Linked DNA regions of Mus musculus: all the other regions are linked to region 3. The links are chromatin contacts, called in public promoter capture Hi-C maps. All regions are on one chromosome and are shown on one strand. Each heading gives the region's core, a stretch centred on a gene start, on an enhancer-like site or on the middle of the called end of the contact. The rest is flanking DNA. Distances are from core to core; before and after follow the strand shown.

Region 1 (2,700 bases), core at 74-2,573, 540 kb before region 3:
GGATGCCAACAGGCAGAGCACGTGCTGGGCACCACCGATCGATCCCCGCGTCACCCACTCACCCAAAATGCCTGAGGCCCTGAAATCGACAGTCGTGACTTAGTCTAGAGAGTGGATGGGAAAATGGGTACTCAAACCCAGCTCCATTGACGACGTTTTAAATCTGGCCTGCCAGGCCCGGGATTCGGCCTCTGTCCCGCAGGCACTTCACTGCTTCTTTGGGTCAGGCTCCAACCCTGGGACCATGTGCCGGGAATCCAGACCGTTGCTATGCAACCTCCATCCCGCGCGGGCCACTGAGCGCCTCACTGTCCCGGGACAGAATCTTAACTTCCCACCTGGGCTGATCTGGACACATGGTTAGTGGTCGTTACGCACTCGGAGTGCCAGGTGATGTGCCTTGAACACCTACATATCTTCTTCACCCAGTTCCTTCCATCCCTGGATGGTTCCCACAGGGCGCCAGCACCCAGCAACCCATAATCTGAGGGCGAGATCAGCTCCCTACCTTTTTCTCTCGAGCCCTCTCGCCCTCCCACACCTGCCTTTCTTGACTCTACCTGGCCCTCCCCCTCGGGGTTTACAGTTTTCCTAGGTCCGGCTGCGACCCTCTCCCCAGCAGCCCAGGCGCCCTACCTGAAGCATCACTTTGTACTGCTCCTCCGGTTTCTGGACCACACACATATTACATCCCATGATGCTGGCCGGCGAGGGAAAGAGGAGAGCGGGAAGAGGAAGGTATCTTTCACTGGCCAGTGCGTGGGACCACGGGTCCCGGGCCTGGGCCCGGGGCCATACCTTACCCCGGGGGGCCGAGCCGCCTAGCGGGGGAGGGGGGCACGCCCCCAAGAGGAAGGCAGCTCCAAGCCTCTCGACTTAACTCTTTGCTGGCCGAGGCCAGACACAGGCATGCTCCTTCGCACCCAGCCAGGGGAAAAAAAGGGCGGCGGGGGATGGGCGGGCGCGCCGGGCGTTGCCTGGCTACGGCCCCCCCACCCCAGGAGGCGCGGGAGCGCGCCTGCCCGCCGGGGCCGTCAGGGGCTGTCAGGGGCCGTGGGCCACACGGCTCCCCGCCCGCGGGGCCGGCCGCTGCCGCTGCCTTTGCCGCTGTCGTCTCCAGCTCCCGCCCATGGCCATCAGCCCCGGGAGTCCAGCCTCTGGGCTTGGCGACGTGGCCCGGCCCGCCGACGGAGAGGCGGCCAGGCCCACGCCAGCTGTAGCCTCGCAGGGTCCCGCTTCTCTAGCTCACGGCGCTCTCTCAGAGCCTGGCCCACAGCCGGTCGCTTGTCTCCAGCTCCTGCCTGGAACACCGGAACGCGCGCGCGCGCGCCCGCAGCAACAGCGGGGGAGGTGTGCGGAGAAGGGGCGCACGCGCGTGGGAGAAGCAGAGGCTGGGTGCGGGCGGGAGCGGCAGGGGGCCTCAGGAGTCGGCGCAGGGAGCTGAGGGCGGGGCCTGAGTCCCTGAGACCAGATAATGCCAATGTCCGAGGGCGAGGTGTCTAGTGGACCTGTCTGCTAGGTGTGTCCCTGAGAAAAGAGGATCCTGTCTGAAGAAGAAGCTTCCCTGGACTCCTGAAGAGAGTTCAGGGCCTTGGTCTCAAGGAGAGGCTATTTCACCCCTTTCCCAGGTTCTAAATGTATCAGCCCCAATGTCTGTACTCCTTCCTCTGTCTCTCTTTAAAGACTGGTTCCCTGCTTTAACTGAGCCATTCCCTTGCTATCTCTGAAACGGATACCTTTGTTTAGAAGAAAAACGTGGGGGTGCTGTAGGTGGCAAGAGAACTACAGAGAAGCCTCATTCTTTGGGGCCTTTATGGGCACCCCCCTTGCTTGCACTGAAACCGCTGTCTGTTTCTCAGTTCCAGCCTTCCCTCCTCACACTTCTCCTTTAGCCTCTTCCCTCCCACAGGCTGCCCCTCTTCTTGATAAACCAGAGGAAAAGATGGCCTTTGGCTAGATAACAATGACCGATTGAAAGCTAGGTTCCCAGAGGCTGCCTGAGAGAGCTGCTTAGCCCTCTTACCTGCAGAAGATCCTTTGATAAAATTGTCTGGTCTTTATCTCCAGGCTCTGGCGAGTGAGGGGATTTATAACAGCATAGAAATGTTTAATTAACAGTATTGGGGGAGGCTGCTTCAATACTTTTCCTTTCCACCCCCACTTTGGTTCAAAAGACAGAAATAGGAATAACCTGAAATCCAGAAAGGAAGTATGAGTGCTTATAAACTGTCTTTCCCAGAAAGCAAAACTTGAGCCTTTCAGGAGATGACCAGTAGATCTTCCTGAGGAATACCCTTTTTGAGAGCTCAGTACAAATGTCTGTGGATGGGAGGCACTGTGTTTAGATCAGCCCCGGGGAGAGGAGATGGACCCTAGTCCTTCCACCATGGTTACTGCCACAACAGCCCCCTCTGCCCTGTAATTTGAGCTTCCTCATGCCTACAGCATAAGATCTAGATCACCTTACTTCAAGAGCAGTCTCTTAGAAATATCCTCTCCAAATCTTTTTACCTTCTAATTGTATGTATTTCACCAAGGTCCTGACCAGTCATCAAAAACATTTTCCCCCAGCCTAGCCCACAGAACTTAGCACAAGTCTTTCTTCCTTCCTTCCTTCCTTCCTTCCTTCCTTCCTTCCTTCCTTCCTTTCTTCCTTCCTTTCTTTCTTTCTTTCTTTCTTTCTTTCTTTCTTTCTTTCTT
Region 2 (2,700 bases), core at 181-2,680, 580 kb before region 3:
TGGTATCCAAGCTTGGAGGCAGGTGCCTTTACCCACTCAGCCATCTGGCTGAACCAGAAGTCCCTATTTTAAATAGAATTTCATGTAGCATATGTAGCTCCCTTCCCCAAACAAAACAAGACAAAACAAAAAAGCCCCCAAGACCCCAACAACAACAACAACAAAAAACCCCATGGCATTCTGGAAGGTCAGAGTCAGCAAATGCTTTGAGAACATAAAGTCCTCTCTCCTCACTGGAACCCAGAGAGAAAAGAGAGCTGGCCTAATGCCATATTCTAGGTCAGTGGAAGAGCAAGGCCTAGAGGTCATAGCTCTTATTCCCCAGAGCTAGTTGTTGGTTTTCTGGTGCTAAGCAGTGCTACCCAGGAGCTAAACCAGCTAACCAAGACTCCAAAGAAAGAACCAGGAAAGCAAAGCCCTAGAAGCTTCCAGTCTTAGAACCCTGGTTCACTCTCATTACAGGGGTTTGGGCTTGTTTGTTGGCCTTTTGGTTAGAATCAAGTATCTAGGTGCTTGGTAGGCGGAAGATCTGGAGGGATCAAGGATTATGGATAGCCAGATGGCGGCGGTGCATGCCTTTAATTAATCCCAGCACTTGGGAGACAGAGGCAGGAGGATTTCTGAATTCAAGGCCAGCCTGGTCTACAGTGTGAGTTCCAGGCTACAGAGAGAAACCGCGTGTTCGACGAGACAGAGAGAAACCGGGAGAGGGAACGCGGGGACACAGCGAGAGACACACAGCGAGAGAGATACTGATAAAGTCTGATTTTCCACCTCCACTAGGGCAAAGCAGTCTAAGAGAGGGAAAACCAAGGAGGAACTGAGTCCAGAAACAGGCTTAGATGGTACATGCAAGGTGGGCCAGGACACGTGGCCTCTTCAAAAGGGCTTCCACAAGGACACTACGGAGGGGACACCTAGCTACTGCGGTCTACCTTCCCAACCCTTCCGGAGGAAGGCACAGAGGAGCCAGATCAGAGTCAATTTCGGCCAACCGCCTCACGGACAGCAGAAGCAACCAGTGAACCCCAGAGTGCAGCCCTCTCCCCGCCCCTCCTATGGCTCGCACAGCCAATCGAATTCCGTGTTTGCTCAAAGAGCCGTTACCCGACTCCGGGTCTCAATTGGGTGTTAAGTCCCTCTGTAAGCCTGCAAATGTCCCACCGCCCATTCACCACTCACCTCCCAAGGACGGCAGAGGAGAGTTGGCTTGAGCATTGCCTTTGCAGCACCGCCAGCAGCTATCGCCACCTTCAGCGCCATGACGAAAAGTGAGGACCTCTACAGGTCAAAACATTAAGCACCGTTCTCGCGACAGTTGGGGACAGCGAGAAATCCGGGGTATGGGTTGAGAAAACGCTAGCATTACGCACGCGCACAGTCACACCGGTTCTTACGCCCCCTTCCGGTGCCTAGAGCACTGTTCCGCCATCTTGGGGAGGGGAAGGCTGAGAAGGAGGGAAGTGCGACCGGTTGGGACCCTGGCTAGGGAAGCGGACACGTCAGTGCCGCCAGCGACGTCACCATGCCCGACCCAGCCCGCCGACGCACGATTGGGTGCTGAGGCCGCTTACGCGTCGCGCTTCCTCGTCTGCTCCGCATGTCCAGGGTGGCTTGCTCTCTTTTCCCCTCGGAAGAGAAGAGGCGATGGCGGCGATGGCATCTTTCGGCGCCCTGGCACTACTCCTGCTGTCTGGCCTATCTTGCTGCTCAGGTAGCGGCCTGGCCGGAGCTTGTTTCGGGGCGCGCCCCTGCTGTTGGCAGGTGGTGCTGGGGGGAGGAAGGGTGTGCGCGAGGTGGGGATCTGGCCCTTCCCGGGGCTCGTCGCTACTGACGGGATCTTCCCCCGATGGGTGTTGTGTCGTGGCGACCAAAGCACCACACACACGTTTACCCGACAGCCAGGTTGCTTCCTTGTCTGCTTTTGGGAGAACCCCCAAAGCAGTACCATGCTCCGACCACCAGCTCCAGCAGGGAAGGTGATATGTATGTCCCTGGTTCCTGTGTCAAAAGGTAGTCGCACAAGAGCAGTGCTGGCAGCTACGAACCAATGCTGCATAGGCCAGGCTTCCCCAAGAGAAACCTAAGAGAGGGAGGCAGATCAGAGTAAGGGCACTAGGCGAGTTAGATAGGGAACCGATGAAGTGAGCAAGGGCTTTTAGTGCCCAGAGCCTCGACTTTTTGTGACGCCTTGGTATATCCCACCCCAAAGTTCATAGCAAAATTGAACCGTGCACAGACCCGTTGATATTTGTGAGACATCTGTAACGTGGTAGTGGGGCTGAGCTCAATCTGGAGTGCCGGCATGTGTTTTGAAAGATGTTAGCACCTCAGACCTGAGAGCCTGAACTAAGGACGATTTGGTTTCTGTACATACAGGTAGCCTCTGGCCATCCCTTCTACCCACCCCTCAGAGAATCCTTCAGTCTGTTGCTAGCAGTGTCTTAAAAAGACAAACCTGGCTGTAACATCTATTAGGGGTTCCATAGTGTCTACAGGGAAAGGCCCAGCTGAGCAGGTCACAGAAGGGTTGGTGGAATATGGCCTTGAGAGCCATTCCCAGGCATTTTCCTCCTGCCATTTATGCCGGTACAAGGTCTTCTCTAGCTTAATCGGTCATTCTTTCAAGACATCACATTTGGAGAAGAGTTGGATGAAAACTTTTCCTCAGGGGTGTTTAGTTTACAGGGGCAGGTTTGG
Region 3 (2,700 bases), core at 167-2,666:
GGAGTCTTTTGAGGGTGTATGCTGAGTGGGCTAAATGGGAATACTAAGACCCATCTCTGAAAACAGCACACTCTTTCTCCTACAGAGGCACTTCTATAGGCTGGCTAGACTTGGACCCTGTCTGTCCCAAGCCATTGCTAGGTGTCTCTACAGTGCAGCCTCAACTTTGCTGTGGGAGGCAGAAGAGAACTCAGGCCATGTACTTTGAGTACCTAGCACCTAGCAAGAGCTGGATACATACCAGCTATTATTATCACTATGAGCCAAACTGCGACATGAGAACACATTTAATGCAACATGCAGCTGTGGCCTGACCTGGGATTTCTCCCCACAATCCCAGAATGCTATTTGCAGAACCCTTTTTCCATAGCCTCAGTCACTTCAGGGTGTAGAAAGCGGCTGGCCAAACGTTCGATGTCATCCAGTGTTAGGCGGCTCAAGGACCTGTCATAATCCTGAGGAGAGAAGACCGAGTGTATTCAGAGAGGCCAGTGGGGAAGGCGTATGCTGCATTAGGTAGGGGACGGGTAGAAACATTAAGAATGGAGGGCCAGCATTACTCTTCTCACCCTCTGTAGTTGTTCCAGGACCCTGCTGGCATCTGCTACACTGAAGTGACGGGCCAGGACTTTGGAGATCAGCTGCCAGATGGGGGTGGCTGGGGAGTCGACCAGTCTGTGGGCAGACCCTTCTTCCAGTAGCACCTTCTCCAAAGGCTTAACAACTAGGTTGAGCTTAGAATTGGGCCCAATGTTGTAATCTGACAGTCGTTTTTCATCTGCCAAAGAGAGATTGGTGTGGTTCCTTCCTCACTGATGTGGAGGTGGCTGGGAAGCAATCCTGCCACAGACAGCCAGAGTGAAGCACTGCAGCATCTGGCTATGGGGTGGTGGGGTGGTGATGGCTCAGCTACTTTTCTGAGGTCCAGTGGCAGCCAGTGCCCCGATCCACTACACTGGCCTGTACATCCCGTCCCCCAGCTTTCTGTAAAGCTCCCTGGATGGCTCCTTTCCCTGATTACCTGCTAGGGCCTTGCCCTTGAACAGCAGACGTTGCTGGCGCACAGGGACATTCAGCTTATCCGAGACCAGGTGCTTCAGTGTAGACACTAGCTCGTCCTCCGCCACCTGATCCGGCCGAGGTGGAGAGGCAAGGGCTCAGCCCGAATTCCCTGGGCGGTGAAGCCCTCGCACCCCCTCCTGAGGTCAGCTCTCCCGGCCTCCCCCACCCGCCCTCGGCCCCCAGCGGCAGGAGTGAGTGCAGCAGCCTGCGGGGTGACTTTACCTGTAGGCTACATTCCCGGCCCTGGAGCGCCTTCACGGTCAGCTGCATGGTGTCCACGGCCCAGTCCACTACGGCCAACGCAAACACCAACGGTCCCCTGCCGCGCGCCGCCGCCCCGGAACCGCCCGCCGCCGCCGGAAGCCGTGAAAGGGGCGCGCCCGCCTCGTGGCTCCCGCCTGCGCATTCTTCAGTCCCGCCTCCCGGCCTTCGCTTCTGCCCCGGCCGTGCCTTGGGTAGAGTCCACCACCTGGGCTTAATGGCGCGGGGACGTGGGGATGCCCCGCCCACTGGGATCCAAGTGAGGTACCTGTGGGGCCAGGCTTGCTTAGTCTGGGAGCTGTGGCTTGAAAGGAAGGACCAGAATGTCAGCCTCACTCCAGGCCCGGCCTGTGCTAATTCCCACCCTGCTGGTGGACCAAGTCAATGCAAACACGTGGTGGTGTCTCTCAGATACAGAAATGGTCCAGTCCTGCCTGTCATAGCTTAATGGCTTTCTACTTCCTTTCTAGTCTGGCTGCAAAAATATCCTGACTGAAGCTCGGAAGTAGTGCTCTCTTCACTCCTTATAGTGCAGAGGTCTGCCCTGTTAGGTAGGGCTGTTAGAGCAAAGCCTTTGTAGATCTGAGGATACAGCTCAAAGGTACATGTCTACCATGTGCAAAACAGAGTGAGGAGGAGAAAGTGGGTTCTGTGCAGGGTCACCAAGCTGGTTCACTGTTCTGGCCCATATCCGCCCAGACACACTCTTCTTACCCCAATCCACAGGCTCCAAGGGACAGACTGGAAGGGACCCGAGCTTGCTTTTGTTTTTTTGGTTTTTTTTTATTGAAATATATTTCTGGGCAATACCCAACTATCTAACTCAGCATGGCCTCTTTGGCACTGAAAGCTGGGGCGAAAAGGAGTAAAAAAATAAGCCTGGATTTGTCTTGAGTGCATAGTGCATGAGAACTAAAGGCCTTTGGTACGGTACACAAGAACTGTGGGAAGAGAGGAGTATGGGGGCTGGAAGTTATAAAACTTGATCCAGAGGGCTCAGGGAACAGGAAACAAGATGCTATAGATGAACTGGCCAATAACCAAAGCCAACATCTCGGAGGTACCACTCAGTGCCACAATGAAAGGGGCCTGAGAGGCATAGTCTGCTTGAAGGCGGCGCAGAGACAGCTGTAGCATGGCTAAGGCTAGCAGGCTGTTTTGCACCCCTACCTCAATGCTGACTGTTCGTCGCTGAGCCACTGGCAGCTTCAGGCAGATGGCCAGGCTGTAGCCCACCAAGAGGCCAACAAGAGGCACTGTGAAACCCACCAGTACAATGGGTAACCTGACTCCCACTAGGATGAAGACCCCCATGTGGTAGGCCAGGAACAGGCCACCCAGGAGAAGTATAAAGCTGAAGGGCTTGATGACCTGTAA
Region 4 (2,700 bases), core at 110-2,609, 760 kb after region 3:
TCTTCCCCTAAGCAGTGAGTTGCTCTGTCAGTGTTACTAAAAGAGGACTTTGGGTGTGGAGCATAGAAAGGCAAGATTAAATAACCATACTTCCAAAACTAGCTTGGGGAGGGGAAATGACACCAGAGATAGGGAAAAGGAAACAGAGCTCCAGAATTGAGGAACCAGAATACAACTGTCATAATATGGATTTTTTTCTCGTATTAATTCTTCACTTTTTCTTTTTTTCCCTTTATCAAAAAAAAAAAAGTGATCAAAACACATAATAGCTACCATTCCTGTAAAGGTTTTTGGATTTATTTCCTCAGTTTCATCTAGTATCATCTTTGAACATTTTGTGTAAGTAATGTATGTTGTTTAATAGCTGTACCTTCCTATCACAAAGCCATCTTCGCTGTATCACAAGCAGCATCATAAATCTCCCAGGAGAAGGGACTGGGGAGCAGAGGGAGCAGGGTCCGTAGGTGAATGGGGAGGGGGAGACATGTTACATAGAATCTAATCACAACCACCTCTGGAGGCCTGACATATTAGATTAATAACTATTTACTGTCTAACACTGGAATATGAATGCTACCTTAGTTTACAGCATAGCACAAGGAGACCCCCTGAAATGAAATGCAGAGGGAAATGTGTGAGCTTTTTAGAGCACGAAGTTGGTTTTCACAACCATGTCTGTGAAACAACACAAACGCTCAATAACAGCCAGGCAGATCTACTATTGGATGTGTTCCTTAAAGTCTTATTTTCCTTCTTCAAGTCTGTTAGTAGACTTCCATCCATGAGCAAGTTTTCTTTGACCTTAAGTATTCATTTAGTCCTGGCCTGCCTCTCGGGATTTTCACCTAGGAGGGCTGCTCCAGGCAACTATCCACCACACCCAGATCTCAGCAGGAATCGGGCCCAGTGCTAAGGCCTCCACCCTGGGGGCAAGACACCCAAGATCTGGCCATCCGGGGACAGAGCGCTTGGGAACAAGGCCATGGATAGGAAAAATCCAGCAGCAGATGGAAAGGCCTGGATCCTAGACCCAACCCGAACCCAGAGGACCCCAGGGGTCCCGCTAACCTCAGGTCGGTTACGCTTCTGTAGTAAGTGCTCCAGGTAGAGGTCCGAAAGTGCGGTGCGCATGCTGTTCCCTCCCTCGCCTTCGCTCGACTTGAGCGTCATCTCTCAGGAGCAGAGACAACCAGACGCAGTAGCCGCAGAGCTTTGAGCCCAGGAATCGCAAATCGGGGAACTGCGGCCTGTTCAGAGACGAGCTAGACTAAGGCGGCGGAGGAGGCAGGGATCAAGAGCTGCGCTGAGAGCCAGGAGGGCCAAGCAGAGCAGTACCCACGCTCCGCCTACTCTCCACCCTGGCCCGCCCCTAAGCCCACCCACGCCTTGGCCTTCCTTGTGCTTAGCGATTGGAGAAGGCGCAGTTTAGCGTTGCTTGAAAGCTCCGCTCTAACCACGCCTCTGCGGGCCCTGTCGAGATGCGCAGCCAGCATCCCTGAAAAGATAAAATTCCGAGACAGGAGCTTCCATTCTCTCTCTTACTCGCACGACCTGTGAACTACCGAAGCGGATCCCAAAATGTCCAACTACTGCAACTGCAGCTCTTTTACCAACCACGAGTTGCAACTAGCTGAGTGAACTTTACATCCAGATTGCTCCTGACATCAGGAATCAACCAGCTACCCTGAAGAATGTAGGGGCTCTTAAATTGGTCCCAAGGCCAATGCACCTTTCCAGGTTTAGACTTGTAAAAGTGTGCTGCTGGTACCATCATTTACATTGGTATATGCTATTCAGCGAGGAAAGATGGGACTGCCCTCAAGAGCAAACTGGTTTTATTTACCTTAGGCCAGATCTCCTGTTGTTAATGCCACACAATTTCTAGGAATCAACAGAAGCAAATGGAACAAATAATCTTCAAGAATTGGAGTAAACGCCCTAAACTTCCAAATGGTCTGGAGACTAATGAAAGACTTTCTAAACAAAATGAATGTTTACTGGGTTTAAAGGCTCCTTGGGAATCCTGTCCTAAAATTCAGAGCTTGTATGATTGATAGCTTACACTCTCCCCCGTCCCTAGAAGAATTACTTTTAGGTGGAGAGAGAGGAGAAGAAAAGAGAAGAGAAGAGAAAAGGGGAGGAGAGAAGGGCAAAGGAGGAGATCTTGGTACAGAGGAAGAGAATACACTGAGCAATGTTACAGAATAATCAACTATGTAACACCTCTGTGCCCATATACAAAGGTACTCAATAATAAAAACAGCTAGGTGAGTAAATAAGGCCTTTCATTAACTGACAGTGGAACTGGAAAGGATGAAATTGGAACCTTGGTTTATGTGATACACAATGAAGATGAACCTCAGTTGGCGGACTGCTTAGCTAGCATGCAAAATCCCTGGGTTCAACTCTCAGTAATGCACACACTATTCATGATAGTGCGTGCCTATAATCTTAGCATTTTGGAGGTGGAGTTAATAGGATCAGAAGTTCAAAGTCATTCTCAGTCACTCAGTAAGTTTGAGGGCAACCTAGAATACATAAGACCTTGTCTCAAAACAAAACTAATAATAAGTAAATAAGAAAAAGAACTTTAAAAAATCAGAATATTTTATTCCACTTAAATATATGGATGTTGGAGAGTATATATTTTTAAGGAAAATGTAATTATATATTTTTATAACATGACACATAATCAAGTCT

Evidence for each region. Promoter capture Hi-C pulls out the DNA fragments that hold promoters and counts their contacts.
Region 1: a promoter capture Hi-C map of hippocampal neurons shows a contact between it and region 3, with 3 times the contacts expected there. The contact joins the promoter of Pdzd4 here to the promoter of Ubl4a in region 3.
Region 2: a contact with region 3 is called in a promoter capture Hi-C map of erythroid cells, with 2.2 times the contacts expected there. The contact joins the promoter of Ssr4 here to the promoter of Ubl4a in region 3. A contact is called at or near these places in 7 of 39 promoter capture datasets (the C10 cell line, the HPC-7 cell line, cranial neural crest and 4 more), 2 of 484 Hi-C or Micro-C datasets (B cells and CD4 T cells), 4 of 115 datasets of contacts at active chromatin or transcription factors (astrocytes, effector CD8 T cells, large pre-B cells and 1 more) and 2 of 9 other capture datasets (adipose tissue and liver).
Region 4: a contact with region 3 is called in a promoter capture Hi-C map of neural stem cells. The contact joins the promoter of Mpp1 here to the promoter of Ubl4a in region 3. A contact is called at or near these places in 4 of 39 promoter capture datasets (cranial neural crest, erythroid cells, neural stem cells and 1 more).

What each region holds. Positions count from the first base shown.
Region 1 is chrX:73,823,646-73,826,345 of GRCm38.p6, forward strand. It overlaps Pdzd4 (PDZ domain containing 4), which reads right to left and starts at 1,324. Exons shown (of 8, transcript NM_001029868.2): 1 at 637-1,324. The coding sequence starts at 696.
Region 2 is chrX:73,785,593-73,788,292 of GRCm38.p6, forward strand. It overlaps Ssr4 (signal sequence receptor, delta), which reads left to right and starts at 1,431. Exons shown (of 6, transcript NM_001166480.2): 1 at 1,431-1,714. The coding sequence starts at 1,648. Idh3g (isocitrate dehydrogenase 3 (NAD+), gamma) reads right to left here and starts at 1,305. Exons shown (of 13, transcript NM_008323.1): 1 at 1,183-1,305. The coding sequence starts at 1,263.
Region 3 is chrX:74,367,132-74,369,831 of GRCm38.p6, forward strand. Ubl4a (ubiquitin-like 4A) reads right to left here and starts at 1,417. Exons shown (of 4, transcript NM_145405.2): 1 at 1,285-1,417; 2 at 1,022-1,127; 3 at 570-778; 4 at 1-455. The coding sequence starts at 1,332. The coding sequence ends at 345. Gm44504 (predicted readthrough transcript (NMD candidate), 44504) reads right to left here. Exons shown (of 6, transcript NR_103489.1): 4 at 1,285-1,627; 5 at 1,022-1,127; 6 at 316-455. Slc10a3 (solute carrier family 10 (sodium/bile acid cotransporter family), member 3) reads right to left here. Exons shown (of 3, transcript NM_145406.2): 3 at 2,086-2,700. The coding sequence ends at 2,320.
Region 4 is chrX:75,129,657-75,132,356 of GRCm38.p6, forward strand. It overlaps Mpp1 (membrane protein, palmitoylated), which reads right to left and starts at 1,360. Exons shown (of 12, transcript NM_008621.3): 1 at 1,069-1,360. The coding sequence starts at 1,170.